Linked DNA regions of Mus musculus: regions 2 and 3 are each linked to region 1. A link is a contact called in public HiChIP or PLAC-seq data. All regions are on one chromosome and are shown on one strand. Each heading gives the region's core, a stretch centred on a gene start, on an enhancer-like site or on the middle of the called end of the contact. The rest is flanking DNA. Distances are from core to core; before and after follow the strand shown. Region 1 overlaps Atxn1 (ataxin 1). Region 2 overlaps Atxn1 (ataxin 1). Region 3 overlaps Atxn1 (ataxin 1).

Region 1 (3,205 bases), core at 260-2,759:
AAGAGTGATTCTCAGAGTCTAGAGATAAAAGGTTGGCACTAATGGTTTTGTTTTTTTTTTTTTTTTTTTTTTAAGACAGCAAAAATTAACAATGCTTTTGATACTTTGGGGGTTTGGCTTTGGTCCGTCCTTACAATGGATTTTAAAACACCGGGTATCGATGATGCTTCGTCCTCCTAATAGGAGAGATTCCTACCGAATAAAGTTACTTACAACATAATTCCTTACCCACTTTCAGTTTTTCTACATCTTCAGGTACATGCTATTTTTAATTTTGTCAGTATGAATAACTTACGTCTTTTGACTTCTGTTTCCCGTGTTTACTGGCTGCCCTGTCAGTATTGGGGGGAGAGGGCTTTTCTTATTGACATAACTCTCATGTTCAGACACTTGAGTGTCCAAAAACCTCCACTATCCTATACACATTTGCATTCTTAGGTTCTATCTGCCTGTTCAAACTCAGGAGGGGGGGGGCAGCTTCTTGGGGCATTTGTCGCTTTGTTCTGGTGATGTTGAAACAAAACAAATGAGAGGGATTAAACCATCCTCACCTTGCCCCAGGTGGGAAGTGGAAAGTGGGGTCTGAAGAGTAAACTACTTATCACACAATCGTGAGGGCGTGAGTCTGTACCTCCAAAACCTATAGAAGCCTGCAGGCCAGCTGGCCTGGTTTACAAAATAGTGATGAGTCACCCTCTGCCCCCATCTCAAGTTAGGTGCAAGGTGAGAACCAACCCCTAAAGTTGTCCTTCGACATCTGCATGCACACTGTGACATGCTAGTCGCACACACACACACACACACACACACACACACACACTAAACTGGATGAGAGCCATTTGGAGTTGTGTGATACAGGGATGAGGAGCTGAGCACAGGATTATGCTGCACTGTGGATCTTGCTGTTGGTTCTACATGGACATTGCTTGAATTGTTAAAGACTGGGAGCTTACAGTATGCGTTTGGTTCTGCTTGGTAAGGGCTTAGAGTTTTCATTTTGATTTGTTTTTTTTTTGTTTGTTTGTGTGTTTCTTTGTTTGTTTGCCTGTTTGCTTGCTTACTTTTTCTGCCCCTTTAGACAGGGTCTTTCTTTGTAGCCCAAGCAGCTGGTCTACAAAGTCTCAACTTTCCTGCCTCAGCCTCCCATGGGCTGAGATTACAGACACTCGTGACCACACCCAGTTTGAGGGTCTGTTCTAAAGTCAGATCATAGGAAAAACAATCTGAGGAGGAAATGTATTCATTCAAGTTCCAACCCCAGAAAAGCAGCTCCCCAGATCAGAGCCTTTGATGTTGTTTCCCTCTGCAGCTTCACCGTGTGGGCAGTGCTCCTATCTCCTGCTGCTACCGTGCTTCACACTGGTCTTCTTGGCAGTCTACCCTGTGCCAGGTAGACATTGCTCACACAAGGGTGGTGACTCAGAATTCAGTGTCTCTCTGAGATGGAGGCAGGGATTGTTCCCGTAAGAGTTCCTGGCATCGCTAGGTTTGGACACGTGGCTGCAATTTGTCTGGCAAATATTTCATCCCCTGCTCATAGTGAGCAGGTCCCTGCTGGGGAGAAGAGGAGGAGATGTGGAGAGAAAATATTCAGAGACAAACTTGGAAGAGAAGGCACGTGGGTGAAGCACGTGCCTAACTTTTATTAAGGAAACTTTCAAAGCCTAGGTTCAACTTTACTTTCATATTCATGTACTTATTTATGCAGCATTTTTATGAGACCGCATTTTATACTGTAGCACAAGGAAGCCTAAAGTTGTGGTCATTTTCCTGCCCCAGTTTTCAAAGTGCTGGAATTACATGAGCCACTATAACAGGGTTTATCTTACATATTATGTTTGGTTTAATAAAAAAAAAACTAGAATAGTTTTTGTAACTATCTCAAAGTCGTCTTACTGTTTCCTTATAAGTGACTGTACATGAAATTCCCTTGAGACTTATAGTGAGAAGAATTATTTTGGGATACTGCTGCTGAGTTGGGGTACATGGGTGTATTGTGGGAGGCACTGTTAGAATAGGGGACACTGCTGTAGATTGAGTGTAGCCCTGAAGCCAAGTGAGTTTGGGTCTGGCATCAAAGCTGCCCAAAGACTCACTGGGCATCTCTATTCAAAACTTGCTCCTTCACAAAACAATTGGGATCTTATTGGACTGAGATAAACTTACTCAAATGACGGGGAATGGTACCAACCTTTCTGTGTAAACAATTTACAGAAATGCATCATCTACCAAAAAATTGGGGGGGGGGGCTGTGATCCTAACTTTTGGGAGGCTGATGCAGGAGGATCATGAATTCAAGCCAGCCTTCATTGCATGGCCAATTTGAGGCCAGCCTGAGCAACAAGAGATGCTGTTAAAAAAAAAAAAAAAAAAAAGTGACCATCCACCCTCCAGGAAGAGAAGAAAGGGGTAGAGGAGAGAGAAGAGGCAGAGAAATGTTTGAGTTGCTCAGTTGCCTGCTCTATTTTGTTAAGAAAGTGCATCTGTGCAGGAGACGTGGCCGGTGGTCAAGACAGCCGCTTACTGCTCTTCTAGAGGATCTAAGTTCCGGTCCTAGCACTCACACTGTGATTCACAGCTGCCAATAACTCCAGTGTCAGGAGACCCAATGCCCTCTTGTGGTCTCTGTAGGCACTGGCACATAGGTGGTGTGCATAAACTCTCACAAGCACCTGCGCAAATAAATAAATCATAAGTAAGCAAATGTTTAAGAAACTTAGTCACTATTACTGGCTCTTTAGACCAGGTAACATTTTATCTATTTTAACACTTAGGCCATAATCTGCTTTTGGAATTCCAACTGAGAGGGTCCCTCTCCTCTTAGTCTTGTTGGTAATAGTGTTTTTGGTGGTTGGTGGGTTGATTGGTTGGTTTGGCTTGGTGGGGTTTCTCTCCCTAGAGCTGACGTTTTGATTTTTTCCCCCCTGTCTTCTCTCTTTCCTTTCCTCATCTCCTCCTCCTCCTCCTCCTCCTCCTCCTCCTCCTCCTCCTCAGAATCCGGAGCTGCCACTGCCAGCCTAAAGAACCCACGGGGAGATGATTCCCCATGAAGGGCCTGGATCCCCTACAGAAATCCAATGTGACTCTCTGTTTATCAGACTAAAACCAGAGCCGGCCAGCCAGTGAAACAGCCACCGTGGAGGGGGGACGGCGAAAAATGAAATCCAACCAAGAGCGGAGCAACGAATGCCTGCCTCCCAAGAAA
Region 2 (3,205 bases), core at 495-2,994, 250 kb before region 1:
ATAAATGAAAATTAGCGTCCTAATCAGTGCTTTATGGGCTCGGCACTGATCATGTCACTCACCGCTTCAGCTAACGTGGTCCACGCCTCTTCTAGCTCTGTGATTTGCCGGTTGGGCTGTGATGAGTCCATCAACACATCACCACCATCACCACTGTCCTTACCAGCACCACCATCAGTACTACTATCACCATCAACATCATTATCATCATCAGTTCCATTATCAACATCAGCATTATTACCATCAGCATCCCCTCAGTCAGCATCACTAACATCAGCATCATCAGGACATAACCCAAAGCACATGCTTTTCTAGGTTCTGAGATAATGTCTTTATAAATATCCCACTTGATAGATGCATGATCCTGCCACAGGATCTTTGTCTTACTCTAACATAACACCCTCTGCCAAGTTCCAGTATTACACCCTGTGATGGTTTGTATATGCTTGGGCCAGGGAGTGGCACTCTTAGGAGGTGTGGCCTTGTTGGAGTAGGAGTGTCACTGTGGGAGTGGGGCTTTAGTACCCTAGTCCTAGCTGCCTGGTAGACAGTCTCCCACTAGCTGCCTTCAGATGAAGAAGATGTAGAACTCTCAGCTCCTCCTGCACCATGCCTGCCTGGATGCTGCCATGCTCCCGCCTTGATGATAACAGGCTGAACCTCTGAACCTGTAAGCCAGCCCCAATTAAATGTTGTCCTTTAAAAGACTTGCATTGGTCATGGTATCCCTTCAACTGGCTGAGTTTCTCACTGCTGCATGGACAGATACTCGGTCATCTCCATTTATTCGAGAGAAGCTTAACAGTCTATGTAAGCAAAGCAGTACCTATTTCTTCCAAACCTGTATCTCCAGAGTTTGGATCTAGACTTCATGTGTCTGGAGGCACAATAATTATATACCGAGTGTATGTGCCATTCAATTGGCCCAGTAATTCTGTGCTAATACTAGTTACGTTCTGCAGAGTCAAACAACAGAGGCTCGGTGTGTAAATAACTTGACCATATTTGCTCAGCTTGTGAGTAATGGGGACTATAATTCAAAGTCATTGTGTCTGTCATCAGGGCCATTTGCCCGACAGCTCCATTTTGCTATCCATCATTTGCTGCTGCATAGAGGATCTTCTTTTCATGCAATCAAATCATCATTTGTTTAATTCCTTGAATTCACCTTTATAGCATAGAATCATGTTCTGTTTAGGATCATTTCTATTTGCATGTTCAAAGGTCTCCCCGCTGCTCGCCCCCATTTTAGCCTGGGTTGCTGCCAGCCCTCTGTAGCTCACTGGAGGCTAGCTCCTGGCATTGTCTAGGCTCTAAAGCTCTGTTGGTATGCAAAAGCTGCAGACCTGTTTCAAGGAGGAAGCGTTCCCAGGTGATCCACGGGGTAGCATTATCTCTGCAATGTATGTCGCATCATGCCTCGTCGAATGGCGTCTAATGACCTTGGGTCTGAGCCGGTGCTGACATGTGACCCGCGCTCATTTGTCACTTTCTACATTGTGAGATGTACTGAAATAACAGGGAAGAGGAAAAAGCAGACGAGGGCCTCTCCTGGATGTCTGGAAACGGTTAGCAATGCATGCAGCATTTACTCTTGTAATTCTCTTTTGTTTGTTCTGGGTTACAAGGGCCAGCTTTGAAGTTAAAAATAAAACAACTATTGTTAGAAGCTGAGGTGGTCACCCTTTATAGTGGAGCCTCAGGTCCGGATGAGTCACTGCAAAGACTCCTCCTGGAATGTTTGCAGGGCTGGCCAGTGGGCTGGATAAATGCTGGCGTCCTTAACTGGGCTGTACCAAATCCCTTCCTGGCTCCTTTTGATTTGGTGCAGAGGGGGAGGCCCAGGGGCTCACAGGAGCCAGGCAAATTCCACAATCACTTAGCCCCAGACAGACCCAGACCAAGCCCCAGTACCCTTGATAGAGCCCATTCTTTTTGCCTAGCTAATCTCCCTCTATACTAGTGGTTCAAAGCCTTCCTAATGCTGTGACCCTTTAATATAGTTCCTCATGTTGTGGTGACCCCCAGACATAATACTGTCATGTTGCTATCTCATGCCTGTGATTTTGATATTGTAATGTATATATCTTATATGCAGGATATCTGATTAAAAAAAACAAAAACGCCTAAGTGGCAGAGACACACAGGTTAAGAACTTGTTTACCTAGCTGTAGAGCCATCTGTTCCCTGTATGCTGAAACTCATTCTTAGGTCTTGTGTTAGCCAATTGGTTATCAGCAGCCCATGCTCCTTGAGTTACCTGGTTTCTCTGCCAGTCACATCTTTGGACCTGGTTTGACTTAACACTATTCAGAATGGCTCTGTTAAAGGCTTCATGTTATCTGTTGCTTTTTCGCCTCCTCCCTCTTCTCTCTCTCTCTCTTTCTCTCTCTCTCTCTCTCTCTCTCTCTCTCTATATATATATATATATATATATATATATATTCATTTGCTGCTGCGTAGAGGATCTTCTTTTCATACAATCAAATCATCATTTGTTTAATTCCTTGAATTCACCTTTATAGCAAAGAATCATGTTCTGTTTAGGATTGTGTATGTGTATATATATATATATATATATACATATGTATATATGTATATATACATAGTGTATATGTATGCCTATATAATGTGTGTATATGGATATGGATATATGTGCATATATATATATATGTGTGTGTGTATGTATGTATATGTATGTGTACATATGTATGTCATGTGTATGTATATATAATGTGTGTATATATGTGTATATGTGTATGTGACTGTGTGTGTTTTGCCTGCATGACTGGGTATCACCTATATGCAGTGCCAATGGGATCCAGAAGAGGGTTTCAGAACCCTTAAAACCAGAATTACAGATTAGGGTACCATGTGGGTGCTGTGAATCAAAGTTGGGTCCTTTGGGAGAACAGCAAGTGTTCTTAGCTGCTGAGCCACCTGTCTAGTCCTTTTTTTTTTTTTTTTTTTTTTCACTAAGCATTTCTTCACTCTGTATCCCAGGCTGCCCTTGAACTCACTACATATTCCAGGTTTCTATTACACGTGGGGCAATCCTCCTGCTTTCTACTTAACTTCTCAGTCTCAGACTCACACTCACAAGTGTATGGATAACATGTGTGAGCTACTACTTTGCCTCTCTATGCTGTTCATGCCTTTCAGGGTCCTAGGATCCTCAGAAATGAAGGTCTCCATCTTGGCTGGT
Region 3 (3,205 bases), core at 411-2,910, 150 kb before region 1:
AGTGTTTGTTACCGGCAAGGGCTTACGTGATTCTATGCTGTGTGTGAGCAGCCAAAGGGCACAAGTTTATTTAGATTTATTTACTTGTCTACATTATTTGAGATGCGGTCTCATGTAGCCCAGGCTAGATTTGAGTCCCCTCTGTAACAGAGAAGGATCTTGAATTTCTGACCATCTTGCCTTTACCTCCAAGTCTTGGGAGTACAATCATAAGCCACCATCCCTTCTTTGCTGTGTGTGTATATGTGTATGTACCTGTGTGTTGTGGTGGTGGTGGTGGCAGCGGCGGTTGTTGTTGTTATTCTGGTACACAGTGATGGAGATCAAATCAGGATGCATGCTAGGCAAACATTCTACCGACTGAACTACAACCTCAGCACCAAAACTTTCAATGAAGTCTGACTAAATTTGGCCCCCCTTTCGGTGGTCTAGGCTTCTAGAGGGTGTCACATGCTGGTACGAAATTGGACATGATATCAAAAGATGGCCTAGTCGGCCATCACTGGAAAGAGAGGCCCATTGGACTTGCAAACTTTATATGCCCCAGTACAGGGGAACGCCAGGGCCAGAAAGTGGGAGTGGATGGGTAGAGGAGTGGGGAGTATATTGGGGACTTTTTGGATAGCATTGGTAATGTAAATGAGGAAAATACCTAATAAAAAAATTAATTCTAAAAAAAAAAAAAAGAAATAGGACATGATTATTTCATTTGGAAAATAGAAGCAGAACTTACGTTGCAGAACTTGAAGCAGGACCATTGGGCACAGGAGGAAGTAGGCTCTCCTGGTCTATAGGATGCAGCCAGCCACTCCCCAAATAGACTCTTCATCAACTCTTGTCTTTGAGGTCTCTTGAGCTTCAGAATCAGAGCAGTTCGTGTTGGTCCAGAGAGGGTGTCATGAATAGCCTGGTTTGCTTTTCACCACTACGTAATTTTGAACATGGATAAGGGTAATGGAGATATGTGGGGGGAACAGTTTCTATTACATCCAGATCTGGTGTCCAGGTTATCTGCTTCCTTCTACCTGGGCCTTTCCTTTCTCCAGAACAGTTTATGGGCCTTTCCACTTCCTTTGCCTTCTTTGTTTTATGTTTATCTACATGTAAGATTAAAGACTCAAACATCATGAGCAAACTTAAGTACTGTATGCAAGCTTTCTTGGTTTCTAGGGCTACCAATTTTGATAAGATACACTAAGCATTTAATGATAAGTTTTCTACCATGGGGGTGGGGTATTACTGCTCTTTTATATATGTGCTGTATATAAAATGAATCATAGTTTCCACAGTGCTAAAATGAGCAAATCATGTGGCCTCATACACAAGCTATATGTGTAGCATAAGAGCTGTAGCATGTGCCTTTTCCTGGGGAAATATGAACAAGTGAATGTGCACCTAACCATGCTAGATGGGGCGTTGGTGAGCAGACCAAAGATACACTTCCACCTGAGTCTAGCTTGTTGGAGCAGCAAGCCCACTGGGGTTGCTCACAGGACAGGAGTGGCTCCTGCCCATCCCAGCATAGGTAATGACTCCTCCTCAGGATGACATCACTTCATTCCCCCACGTGATTCACAAACAGCTTCAGCAAGGAGTCTCCTCCCATTCACAATGACTGACTGTCATCTGACTCCTCAGAGGAGACTTCTAAGTTTCCCCAAGTCCTTGTGAGCTTCCGCATCTCACTCCAGGAGGGAATGGTTTGTTTGTTTGGGAGGAAACACATGCATTCCAGTCCTGCTATTTCACACAGGTTTTGCTGTTTAAAAAGCAATGCTTTCTGGGAAAGCCCAGGAAATCCCAGGGGTCAAGGCTGACTTCTGGGGATCCACAGGACCAGGAATCAGTGCGGGCTTTAGGAAAGTAACACAGAAAACTCACTCTGAGTAACCCAAACTGGAGGCACACTGCTAAGCAAGTAGGCAAGCTTCACCGACCCTCATTTCCACCAAAGGTACCCCATTTCTCAATAAAGCATGTCCAAAAAAGGGGTGAAGGACACAATATACACACCAGGTGGGAACAGGAGGGAAACAGTCTGGACACCCCTCTCTCTGACCAGCTGTTTAGATGTATGTATGTTCAAGAATTGGAGCTTTGCCAAATGGAGAGTTCTGGATTAATAATAATGGTTGTATACAATACTGTGAATCCACTGAGGGCCACTGAGCTGCACACTCAAGATGGTGGCACCGAAGCTGGGGAGATGGCTCAGTCCATACAGTTCTCGTCACACAAGCAGGAGGACCTGAGTTTGACCCCCAGCACCCACACAAAAAGCCAGGCAGAGTGGCATCCACGTGTAATCTCAGTGCCAGGGAGGCAGAGTTGGGCTAACAGGCATAGCCAGAACAGCAAACCCAGGTCCCAGTGAGCCCTGCCTTGAAAGCTAAGGTGGGTGCACACATCTGCACATACATGCACCCATACATGAAAATGTAAAGGAGTGAGAAACACTTAAGATAGTAAGTTTGGTGTGGATGTGTCCATGTGCATGCATGTTTGTATATTCATAGATATCCTGAAGGTTGGCTGAAAATACCTTTTTGTGTCTTCTTCTTATCTACATACATCTTCTAGTTGACTACTTTTATTCATCTGTTTGTTTGTTTGTTAATGCATATAAATAATTATGGAGGCCAAAATTAAACCTTGGCTATCATTTTTCAGGAGCCATCCACCTTGTTTTTCTGACAGTCTCTCTCATTGCCTAGAGCTTTCCAAGTAGACTAGGCTGGCTGACCAATGAGCCCTGGAGGGTCCATCCACCTTGTTTCTGCCTCCCTAGCAGAGGTATTCAAATCATGTGCTGCTACATCTGGCTTAAATTATGTAAGTTCTGGGAATTGAACTCAGGTCTTTTTGCTTGTAAGATGAACATTTTATCCATTGAGGTTAGTTTGGGCGAAAGCCACATGAACGAGAATTACTGCCTAGAAAAACAGGCTGAATTTAAATCAGCATCCTTTGGAATTTAGCTAGTGTCCAGCCATACAGAACTGTGGGATATCTTGGCCTTTTTTTTTTTAAGTAGAAGAGAGACACGAAGTCTCAATTGCTGAGGGAGAGCATGTTACAATGCCTGGGCCTGTGCTGAGAATGGTCACTTCTCCTTTGTTGCCTGAGCATCATGAGTCTGGGGGACATCAAACTTGGGGTCTTCTGAAATAAAGAATCAAGTCATAGAGGAGACTGTCTCCATGTG

Evidence for each region. HiChIP or PLAC-seq counts read pairs in DNA pulled down with a chosen protein or histone mark.
Region 2: a FOXA1 HiChIP or PLAC-seq map of pancreatic cancer cells shows a contact between it and region 1. The contact joins two enhancer-like sites. A contact is called at or near these places in 1 of 15 datasets of contacts at CTCF or cohesin (the NIH/3T3 cell line), 3 of 484 Hi-C or Micro-C datasets (the G1E-ER4 cell line, embryonic fibroblasts and nephron progenitors) and 2 of 115 datasets of contacts at active chromatin or transcription factors (cardiomyocytes and pancreatic cancer cells).
Region 3: an HNF4G HiChIP or PLAC-seq map of pancreatic cancer cells shows a contact between it and region 1. The contact joins two enhancer-like sites. A contact is called at or near these places in 1 of 484 Hi-C or Micro-C datasets (nephron progenitors) and 1 of 115 datasets of contacts at active chromatin or transcription factors (pancreatic cancer cells).

What each region holds. Positions count from the first base shown.
Region 1 is chr13:45,568,370-45,571,574 of GRCm38.p6, reverse strand. Atxn1 (ataxin 1) reads left to right here. Exons shown (of 8, transcript NM_009124.6): 7 at 2,995-3,205. The coding sequence starts at 3,158. Among named protein-coding and RNA genes, the nearest start is that of Gm34582, 45 kb to the right of the region's middle. Within about 2 kb of position 1,509, at least 38 of the 459 cell types and tissues checked have an H3K27ac peak or open chromatin away from gene starts, as enhancers often do. A contact at or near this core is called in embryonic fibroblasts and pancreatic cancer cells, where this site is marked.
Region 2 is chr13:45,819,235-45,822,439 of GRCm38.p6, reverse strand. All of the region lies in intron 3 of Atxn1 (ataxin 1), which reads left to right. Among named protein-coding and RNA genes, the nearest start is that of Atxn1, 140 kb to the left of the region's middle. Within about 2 kb of position 1,744, at least 78 of the 459 cell types and tissues checked have an H3K27ac peak or open chromatin away from gene starts, as enhancers often do. A contact at or near this core is called in embryonic fibroblasts and pancreatic cancer cells, where this site is marked.
Region 3 is chr13:45,717,401-45,720,605 of GRCm38.p6, reverse strand. All of the region lies in intron 5 of Atxn1 (ataxin 1), which reads left to right. Among named protein-coding and RNA genes, the nearest start is that of Gm34582, 190 kb to the right of the region's middle. Within about 2 kb of position 1,660, at least 56 of the 459 cell types and tissues checked have an H3K27ac peak or open chromatin away from gene starts, as enhancers often do. A contact at or near this core is called in pancreatic cancer cells, where this site is marked.